Regions from separate parts of the Callithrix jacchus genome. Here region 1 is linked to region 2. The links are chromatin contacts, called in public Hi-C maps. All regions are on one chromosome and are shown on one strand. Each heading gives the region's core, a stretch centred on a gene start, on an enhancer-like site or on the middle of the called end of the contact. The rest is flanking DNA. Distances are from core to core; before and after follow the strand shown. Region 1 holds the start of C7H1orf210 (chromosome 7 C1orf210 homolog). Region 2 overlaps EBNA1BP2 (EBNA1 binding protein 2).

Region 1 (4,321 bases), core at 177-2,676, 110 kb after region 2:
GATATAACTTACATACAACAAAGTATACATATTTTCAACATAAAATCTGTACATGAGTATACACCCATGTAACTGTAACCAGGATCAAGGTCCTCTGCCACCAAAGGTGATCACCATCCTGACATTACCATTGATTCATTTAGATTGTTGTTGAACTCTATAAAATGAAAGCCTAAAGTTGAACTCTATAAAATGGAACCCTAAACTTACTTCTCTTCTGCTTCTTGTCTCTGACAATGGCACCACTACTTACCCAGTACCCAAGCCTGAAAGCACCCTTGACTCTTCCTCTGCTTCCCTTGTCCCTTCCCCCTACTCATCAACAACTAAGTTGATGGCAATAAAATACTAACAGTCCTCAAATTCCTACCAGGACTGCCTTAGCCTCATCTGTGACCATCCAGCCTTCTCATCCACGCTTATAGCACACTAAACCACTCTAGCACAAAACCCAGCATTAAATGCTTCTCTGGACTTCCATGGTGCCTTGCACTAATTAATTGTTTTGATTATCTACCTGTTTGGATGTCCCCTCATTAGACAGGTAAGAGGCCGTGTTTCATTGCTTTCTCCCCAGTGTCTAACCCAATGTTTGGAGTATCATACAGTTCGTAAATGTTTGCTGTCTTCCTGCTTGTACACATGATGTTTGTACTCCGGCGCCAAGAGCAAATCTGGCATCCTCTGTGGCATGAGTATTATTTGTGGCATGGTCTGTGTGACTCCATCGCCCAGGCTGGAGTTGTGGTGAGAGCACCTGGGAGGGTGTGTGTGTGTACCGGGATCCCTGCAGAGGATGTACCTGGGTGTTGGTGTTAGGATGCGTAGCTCTCTGAGGTGAGGACTGTGCTCAGGAGGTGGGCGCTGGCACGTTTCTCTCGGGCGGAGCGTGATCCCATTCCAGAGAGGCTCTCGGTTAGGGAGCTCTATCCTGTTTCTGCCGGGAAGCGTGTTTTCCGCAGGTGGGGCTCCCTGTGGTGATCTCCGACTGCCTGGGGATTCGGAGCTGTAGGATGTGGGTCAAACAGACGCCAGGCTGTCGAAGCCCCGACGTAGGGCCACCCGCACGCTTCTCTGCGTAGGTGGTGGAGCCACCTCTCGGGGCCCGAGGAGGAACTCTGGAGCTGCGCCCGCGATCTCGCTACCGTTTACAGCTGCGCGCCAGACTCAACGGCCCCACCTACCAAGGTCCCTGGAGCTCCTGGTCCGACTCAGCTAAGGTGGAGACCACCTCCGAGACCGGTGAGGCAAGCCCTGGCCGCGCCAAAGCCGCACAGCGCCTGCGCCAGGGCCGGGGCGCCGGGTGCGGGAAGGGCGGGCCGGGGCGCGGAGAGGGGTGGGGCGCCGGGTGCGGGAGGACCCGGGCGCGGAGAAGGGCTGGGCCCTGGCAATGCGGGTCCACGGCTGCGCTGGTCCCCGCGGTTCCCAGGGGTGGCGAGGGGCGGGGCCAGAACGGGGCGGGCTGAGGGCGGGGCTCCGGCCAGGGTGGGCCGAGGTCTGATCCTTTTTGTCTCCTAGCCTGGATCTCCTTGGTGACCGCTCTGTTCCTTGTGCTGGGCCTCAGCGCCCTTTTGGGCCTACTGCTGCTGAGGTGGAAGTTTCCTGCGCACTACAGGTCGAGTACCGCCCCCGCCAGGCAGGAGACGGGCGGTGGACGGGGCGGGGCCGAAGGCCTCTAAACAAGCATCCTCGGGTGGCTCTGTGACCCCAGCTCTCGGGCCACCGCCCGTGCGCATCTACGGCATTGCCGCTTCCTGCACGTCTCCTCTGGGACTCGCAACGGCTTCTTACACTCTAACACGCACACTGTACCTCACACCTTACAGCCCTGCCTCCTGCTGCTCACTCGGCGACGAGGCCATCGTTCACCCTTCAGCCAAGGCGCTCACCCAACTCCCATCCAATCGGCCATCGGGTCCCAACTCCTAAACCTCATCCAAGCAATGGCCCCCTTTCTCTAACCTCACAGACACGACCTGTCTCACTAAAACAGAACCTCTTCCTCCTCCGATCTAGCCTCACACAGCCATCAGAATAATCTTTCTAAAATGCACACAGGAACCTGCCAATTCCCTCCTTACATCCCTTTAATAGCTCCCAGGACATAGTCCAGGCCTCCTATGATGACAAGCGAGGCTCTGCAAAATCGGCCCCTGCCAGCAAGCATTTCACCCGCTTCTACCCTGTGCATCAGCCTTTCCAAACTGTTGGTGGTTTTCTCCACAAGTCAGCTTTTACTTCTCAGTGCCTTTGCACATAACATCACCTCTGCCCGAAATATTCTCCCTGTCTGACTAAACCCATTCATCTGTAAATAACTTTCTTCGCCAACTCTTAAGAAACCTTTCCTGACCCTCCCGTTTGGCCGCTGCTTTGTGCTCCAATACAGTACCAGTAGTGTTTTCCTGTTTGTTTCTGTATATATCTTCAATCTTCCCTATTATACCTTACTTGGTCATCTTTAAATCCTTAGCACAGTGCCTGCCAAGAAGCAGACCCTTAAATAAAAGTTATTAATGAGTGACTCATTTATGTGGGAAGACTAAGGCTGAGGAGACATACCATTGGAGGCTATAAACATGCAGGATAGAATGCATCCCACCTCCATCCTTCATCTGCTGCTTCTTGAAAACTTAGCTCAGAAGTCAGCTCCTCCAGGTGGTGTCTTTTGATGGTCCTAGGCTGGTTCAAGTGCCGCTCTTGTGGGCTACCATCTCTCTTTGAACTTTTAATCTGCCCATATGTATGAGGAGACTGGAAGGTAGTCTCCATGCAGGTAGCCAGATCTAACAAAAAAGTTGGAGAAGTAGAAAGAGGCTGTCTGCTGAGCCAGACATACTCAGTTCCTTTTCCTCAATTTACCAGGTAAGTCACACATCCTCCCCTAGAGAGAGATGAGTGAGGTCAGTGAAGAGGCCTGAAATGTTTTGCTGACGTCCCTACATGCGGAAATATGAGGCTAAAGAATTGACGTTTCCCCAACATTAAATATGGATTCCCCTTAATCCATTCTTCTCCCAGAGAGACTACCCTCTCCAGTAACTTACTAATAAGCTCCACTGATTTTCTTCATTCAGCTAATTTACTGATCATCTACTATGGGCCAGACACTATTCTACACCCGAGAAATATAGGAGTGAACAAATAGACAAACTCTCTGTTCTTGGGGAGCATATGTTCTAGTGATGTGAGATAGACAAAAAGAAATACATTTAACAGTATAATAAATGTACAAGTGCTATAAAGAAAAACAAAGTACAGCAGGAGAAAGAGTGTGATGGGGAAGGGAAGTGGCACTACAGTAGTCCCCTCTTATCCATAGTTTTACTTTTTGTGGTTTCAGTTATACTTGGTCAATTAAGGTCCAAAAAATTAAATGGAAAATTTCAGAAATAAATAATTCATGCATTTTAAATTGTGAGTAGCATGATGAAATCTCTTGCCATCCCACTGTGTCCCACCAGGGATGTAAGTCATCTCTTTGTCCAGCATCTCCATGCTGTATACACTCCCTGCCCCATAGTCACTTAGTGGCCATCTTGGTTATCAGATCGACTCACTGCGGTAGTGCAGTGCTTATGTTCAAGTAACCCCTATTTTAGTTAATAGTGGCCCCAAAGTACAAGAGTACAAGAGTAGTGATGTTGTTGGCATATTGTTATAATTGTTCTATTTTATTATTAGTCATTGTTCATATCTTACTGTGCCTAATTTTTTTTTGTTGTTTTTTTTTTGAGATGGAGTCTTGCTCTGTTTCCAAGCTGGAGTGCAGTAGTGTGATCTCGGCTCACTGCAACTTCTGCCTCCCGGGTTCAAGCAATTCTCCTGCCTCAGCCTCCCAAGTAGCTGGGACTGCAGGTGCAGCAACCACACCTGGATAATTTTTTGTATTTAGTAGAGATGGGGTTTCACCATGTTGGCCAGTCTGGTCTCCATCTCCTGACCTTGTGATCCACCCACCTCGGCCTCCCAAAGTGCTGGGATTACAGGCTTGAGCCACCACGCCTGGCCAACTATGGCTAATTTGTAAACTGTCAGAGGTATGTACATATAGGAAAACCATCTGCTGGGAGTCTTGACATATATCCCCTGCAGATAAAGGGAGACTACTGAATTTCAGGCAGGGTAGTGAGGGATGACATTTGAACAGAGGCCTACAATGAGGTGAGGGAATGAATCCAGTGTTCCAGACAGAGGGCACTTTCTGTCCATTGGAATGTTTGAGGAAACTGCAGCACCCTTTGTTGAACCTGCCCATCAATGACTTCCCTCCCCTACCTCAGGTTTTCTTCTTACCTCTACTCCCCTTCCTGACTGTATT
Region 2 (4,613 bases), core at 1,507-4,006:
AAGGGTGAGTAGAGGGTCATCATGGAACAAGTGGGGGAAGAGCCTTCCAGGCCGAGGGAACGACCTGAGAAAAAGCAGAGAAGAGTGAGGCCTGTGGGGTGCTTGGAGACCCCGAGTCCAAGAGAAGAGAGAGCAGAAGAACCCATAGAAATGGCTGGTGGCTGAGGGTCATGTTGAAAAGGGCCTCCATGTCATGCCAAAAAGTACAGTTTGTCCTGTAAACAGGCTCCACCCGAGGTATCTTAGGTAGGGCTGTCTTTGTTTTGAAAAGACAAAACGCTCCATTGGCAGGGAGGGAAGACTGGTGGGGAAAGAGGCAGGTGACAGAAAAAATCCATTAGGAAATGACTGTCATGTCAAGGGTGATGAGAAGGACTTGGAAAGGGGAAAGCTGTGGTGTCCAAAGGCATTTCAGAGTAGGAACGACAACTAAAAATGTCAGGTTAGTCATGGGAGGGAGGTTGGAAGAACGGAGAAGGATTCCAGGATGGCTCATTTGTGCAGTTAGGCAGATGGTGAGCCCACTAACTGTGGGTTCCAGAAAGATGTCACTGATGCAAGGATTCCAAGTCCATGGAATAAATCTGTTGCCTGCTTTTTCCAGGCTGTGAGGTGCTGCCATATTCTAAAGGTATCGACTCAGGCCATGCCATTAGGGGGCGCTGTAGCCATTCCCTTCCCTTCTCTGCTCAGTACGGAGGTCGGAAACACCTGCCAGGCCCATCAGTCAGTTCCAAAGGCCAAAGGTGACTGCACTCCTCGGCAGAGCCCCTTTGCTTAAAAAGCTTTTTACATAAACAGCCTCACATCTCCCAAGATTTGGCACTGGTACCCCAGATCAGAGTTCCTCTGCAGCTGAATAGACCTGGGTGGGAGCCTGGAGGACTGGAGGCGCTTTGGGAGGCCAATTTGACCAGTGAGAGATCAGGAAGAGAAGGCTCAGCAAACCCATTGCCTTCACATTTTTAATTCACAAAGCCACCCAGAGCATTTTAATTCAGTTGACCTCAGTGTGACCTCGGGACCCCTCAGAACACCGGCCATCCCAGAAAACATTTTGCGGGAAGCCCAACACTTATGGGAGGGCCCTTCACCATCATACTATATGAAGTATTAGAATGGAGGTGACGTAAATGCAAGGGGGGAAAGCAGAGCCTGGAAAGCAGTAGCCATGGAGGAACAGGGCACTCTGGATGGAGGCTGTACCGCTGAGGTACGGCCTCAGTTTCCTCATGAGGCTGGTGTAAGGATGAACTGGGGGACTGTATGTGCGGTGCACTGTTTGATACACTGCAGTGATCCAGTCAACCCTTGCAATTGTGGTTACTCTTATTACTGTTAATGATCAAGCTCTTGCTGCCTTACATTCTGCTTGCTGCCTCCAGGCTCCAGGCCTGGAACACTTCTCTGTCTCCCCGGGAGCCCTCCTCACACTGGGTTGGGCCCCTGCTTCAACCTCTTATGGCAGCAGCTCTGCACTGAAACTGAGCGGGACCTCCCACGTCTGGCACAGTGAGCAGTGTAAGCTTTCAGGAACTGGTTCTTAGATGACTTTTCTTAAATGAGTAAGTGAACGAATGAATGAACAGAACAAGAGAGTCAAGCTGCACTGAGTGGTGGGCCTCAATCATACTCCAGCAAGGATCGAGCCCTGGAGACCCGTTTAGGTGAGGGAGCATCATGAGGATGTCAGAGGTTGGCAGGGGGGTGCTGGGAACCAGAAATCCCAATCACAGTGACAGGGCTGTAGAGGGTGGAGGGGTAGGGAGAAGCCAGGGCAGGGCTCCACTTTGGGCGGGCCTTTATAGCAGAACAGGGGAGAGCACTGAGAGCTGGTGACAGACCAGAAAGAAGCATGAACAGCAGAATCAGCTCAGACACAAAATCAACAGGACTCAGTGACAGAATGAATGGAGATGACCAAAAAGAGGAAGCAACTAAAGATGCAAACTGAGAGAACTTGAATTGTGCTTTCAGTTTCTAGTGCTTATTCTGATGATTGATGCATTATTTAATGAGGATCGGGAGAAGTGAAGCTTAGCGAAGCCTAATGAAAGGAGAAGTGGAGAGACACCTCAAGTGAGCAAGCTTGCCCCTGTGGCTCTAAGACCCTCCCTCCCTTCTGTTCTGGTCTCTTTCACTGGCCCTTACCCCTTGGCTTGTAACTTCCTTATTAGTAAGAATCTCATCTTACTCGATTTGGCATCCACTGCATTAGTTATTCATTTGCTCATCCATTTCACAGATGTTTACTGAGCACCTCTAACATGCAAGGCAGGGTCCAAGGTCTATAACTTGATAAATATGTATTGAATTGATCGTGTCATGATATAAAGTCTGCAAGGAGAAGGTCCATGGGAGGATCTAGCAGTTTTACCAGGCAGCATCTGGAAGGGGAATGTGGGAAATCCATCACTGTTACGAGAAAATTTGGGACTGTAATGTTCCCCACTTTTCCTCCCAAACTGGGGAGCCCAAAGAATGTTAAGTCCAGCTTGATGAGCAGATGAGTTTATTTAGGTCTTCCACGTGGGGCACTCCTGAGCAGCAGCGGGACAGCTGTAGAGATCTGCATTGCCTCACATCTCTAAGCTGCTTTTAAGCTAATTGCCTGGCTCTTTGCCTAGCGAAGATATTTGCCATGGGGCTGTTTTCCTTGGTAGGTTATCAGTTATCTTTCAGGATGTTTGGGTTATCATGGACACCTACTCCTCAGTTGAGCACTATGGTCTTGGCTAACTGCCTGGCCTTGAGGGTTAAGACAGTGAATATACACCATTAAGTAACCTGGTGGGGGACCCATCACACTGAGATCACCAAGGCCTGGGTTGGCTAAAAGGGTCAAACATTCAATGGAGAGAACATCTGACTCATAGAAACACAAGTACAAATGCTAGCATGGAGAATGAGGGGTTGACAGTGAGGACTGGGCATTTCATCCAAGAGAGAGAATTTCACTGCTATCCAGGAATACCTGAGGCTGGCTAATTCATAAGGAAAACAAGTTTATTTGGCTGACAGTTCTGCAGGCTGTATAGGAAGCATGGCACCAGCATTGCTTCTGGTCAAGAACTCAGAAAGCTTTTACTCATGATGAAAGGTGCAAGAGGAACAGGCACGTCACATGGCGAGAGAGGGAGCGGGAGAGGAGAAGGTGCCAGGTTCTTTTAAAGCAATTAGTTCTTGCATTAACGAATAGAACAAGCACTCCGAGGGAATCTGCTCCCATGACCCAAATACCTTCCTCTAGGCCCCACCTCCAACACTGGGGATCCGTTTTGAGCATGAGATTTTGAGGAGACAAATATCCAAACTGTATTGTAATGAATACTGAAATTAAGTAATATACTGGAAGTCTGAAGGTATAGATCTGTGCTTTAGATGAAGTATCTCTGGGGGAAAAGAATCTGTTGCAGTGTCTCTAGCTCGACCCCTGCTCCCTCTTGGGCTCCACAGGTACCTCCCCACAGCAGAGAACTGTTAGTCACAGATCAGGGAGAACAGTGCTTAAGACCATCCTGTTCAAGGCCAGGCGCAGTGGCTCATGCCTGTAATCCAGCACTTTGGGAGGCCAAGGCAGAGACAGATCATGAGGTCAGAAGTTCAAGACCAGCCTGGCCAGCAAGGTGAAACCCCGACTCTACTAAAAATACAAAAAAATTAGCTGGGCATGGTGGCAGGCACCTGTAATCCCAGCTACTCAGAAGGCTGAGGCAGGAGAATCACTTGAACCTGGGAGGCGGAGATTGCAGTGAGCCTAGATCACGCCATTGCACTCCAGCCTGGGCAACAGTGTGAGACTCCATCTCAAAAAAAAAAAGACCATCCTGTTCTCTGGGCTCAGACTCCATAGCTACCACTCCTGAGATAATGTCCCAAGTAGAAGCACAGTTTGTTCCTGGCACAGGTCCACTTTGTGTAGATTTGGCCTGCAGTTGCCTTTTCTGGTATGCAGACCGTCAAGGGCTTTGCAACTGAAAGTGTGGTCTGGCCTGCAGACCCGCAGCAGCATTTCTTAGGACTCCAGTGCAGGATTTCAGGGCCCATTCCAGACCTATGAGTCAGAGTGGCATCTAACAAGGTATTTAGGTGATGTATTTGTATGGTCATACACAAGGCACTACTGTGGACAAGTTGACTGCTGTGGCTGTGGGCTCTATGAGCAAAGTGGCCAGTCTCTTTGGGCCCTTAGGGATGGGCCTCCTCCTTGGGGTACTTGTGCTGGGTATGAAATGGAAGGCAGAGATTTGAGGTGTGGGGAAAGAGGAGAGAAGAGACTGTGTGGATCCTGCACCACCAGGCCTCCAGCAAGTCTCATCATCACTCCTGTCGACTCCCCTCCTCACTCTGCATTCCAGTGATGCAGAACTGCTGCAGTCTCCCCCACCCCCATCAGCTGTGTCATATCCTGTGCCTTTGCTCCTGCTGTTCTAGTTGTCTGAGACACCCTTTACCCTCTCTTTGGTGACTCCTTCAAGCCTCAGCCCAGGGGTCAATTCCTAGGAATCTACCCTGGTCATTCAGGCAGAACTAAGCATCTTTCCTCTAGGCCCTATCCTCCATCACAGCAAGGTGGCCACCACACTAAACTGCCCACTCCCCTCACTAAACTG

Evidence for each region. A called contact is a pair of places that touch in the nucleus more often than the background predicts.
Region 1: a contact with region 2 is called in a Hi-C map of induced pluripotent stem cells, with 2.0 times the contacts expected there. The contact joins the promoter of C7H1orf210 here to the enhancer-like site in region 2. A contact is called at or near these places in 2 of 3 Hi-C or Micro-C datasets (induced pluripotent stem cells and skeletal muscle).

What each region holds. Positions count from the first base shown.
Region 1 is chr7:80,011,180-80,015,500 of calJac240_pri, forward strand. It overlaps C7H1orf210 (chromosome 7 C1orf210 homolog), which reads right to left and starts at 1,427. Exons shown (of 3, transcript XM_035251091.3): 1 at 803-1,427. MPL (MPL proto-oncogene, thrombopoietin receptor) reads left to right here. Exons shown (of 12, transcript XM_003733424.5): 9 at 1,083-1,242; 10 at 1,519-1,615.
Region 2 is chr7:79,903,430-79,908,042 of calJac240_pri, forward strand. All of the region lies in intron 1 of EBNA1BP2 (EBNA1 binding protein 2), which reads right to left. All of the region lies in intron 21 of CFAP57 (cilia and flagella associated protein 57), which reads left to right. Among named protein-coding and RNA genes, the nearest start is that of EBNA1BP2, 34 kb to the right of the region's middle. Within about 2 kb of position 2,757, at least 5 of the 16 cell types and tissues checked have an H3K27ac peak or open chromatin away from gene starts, as enhancers often do.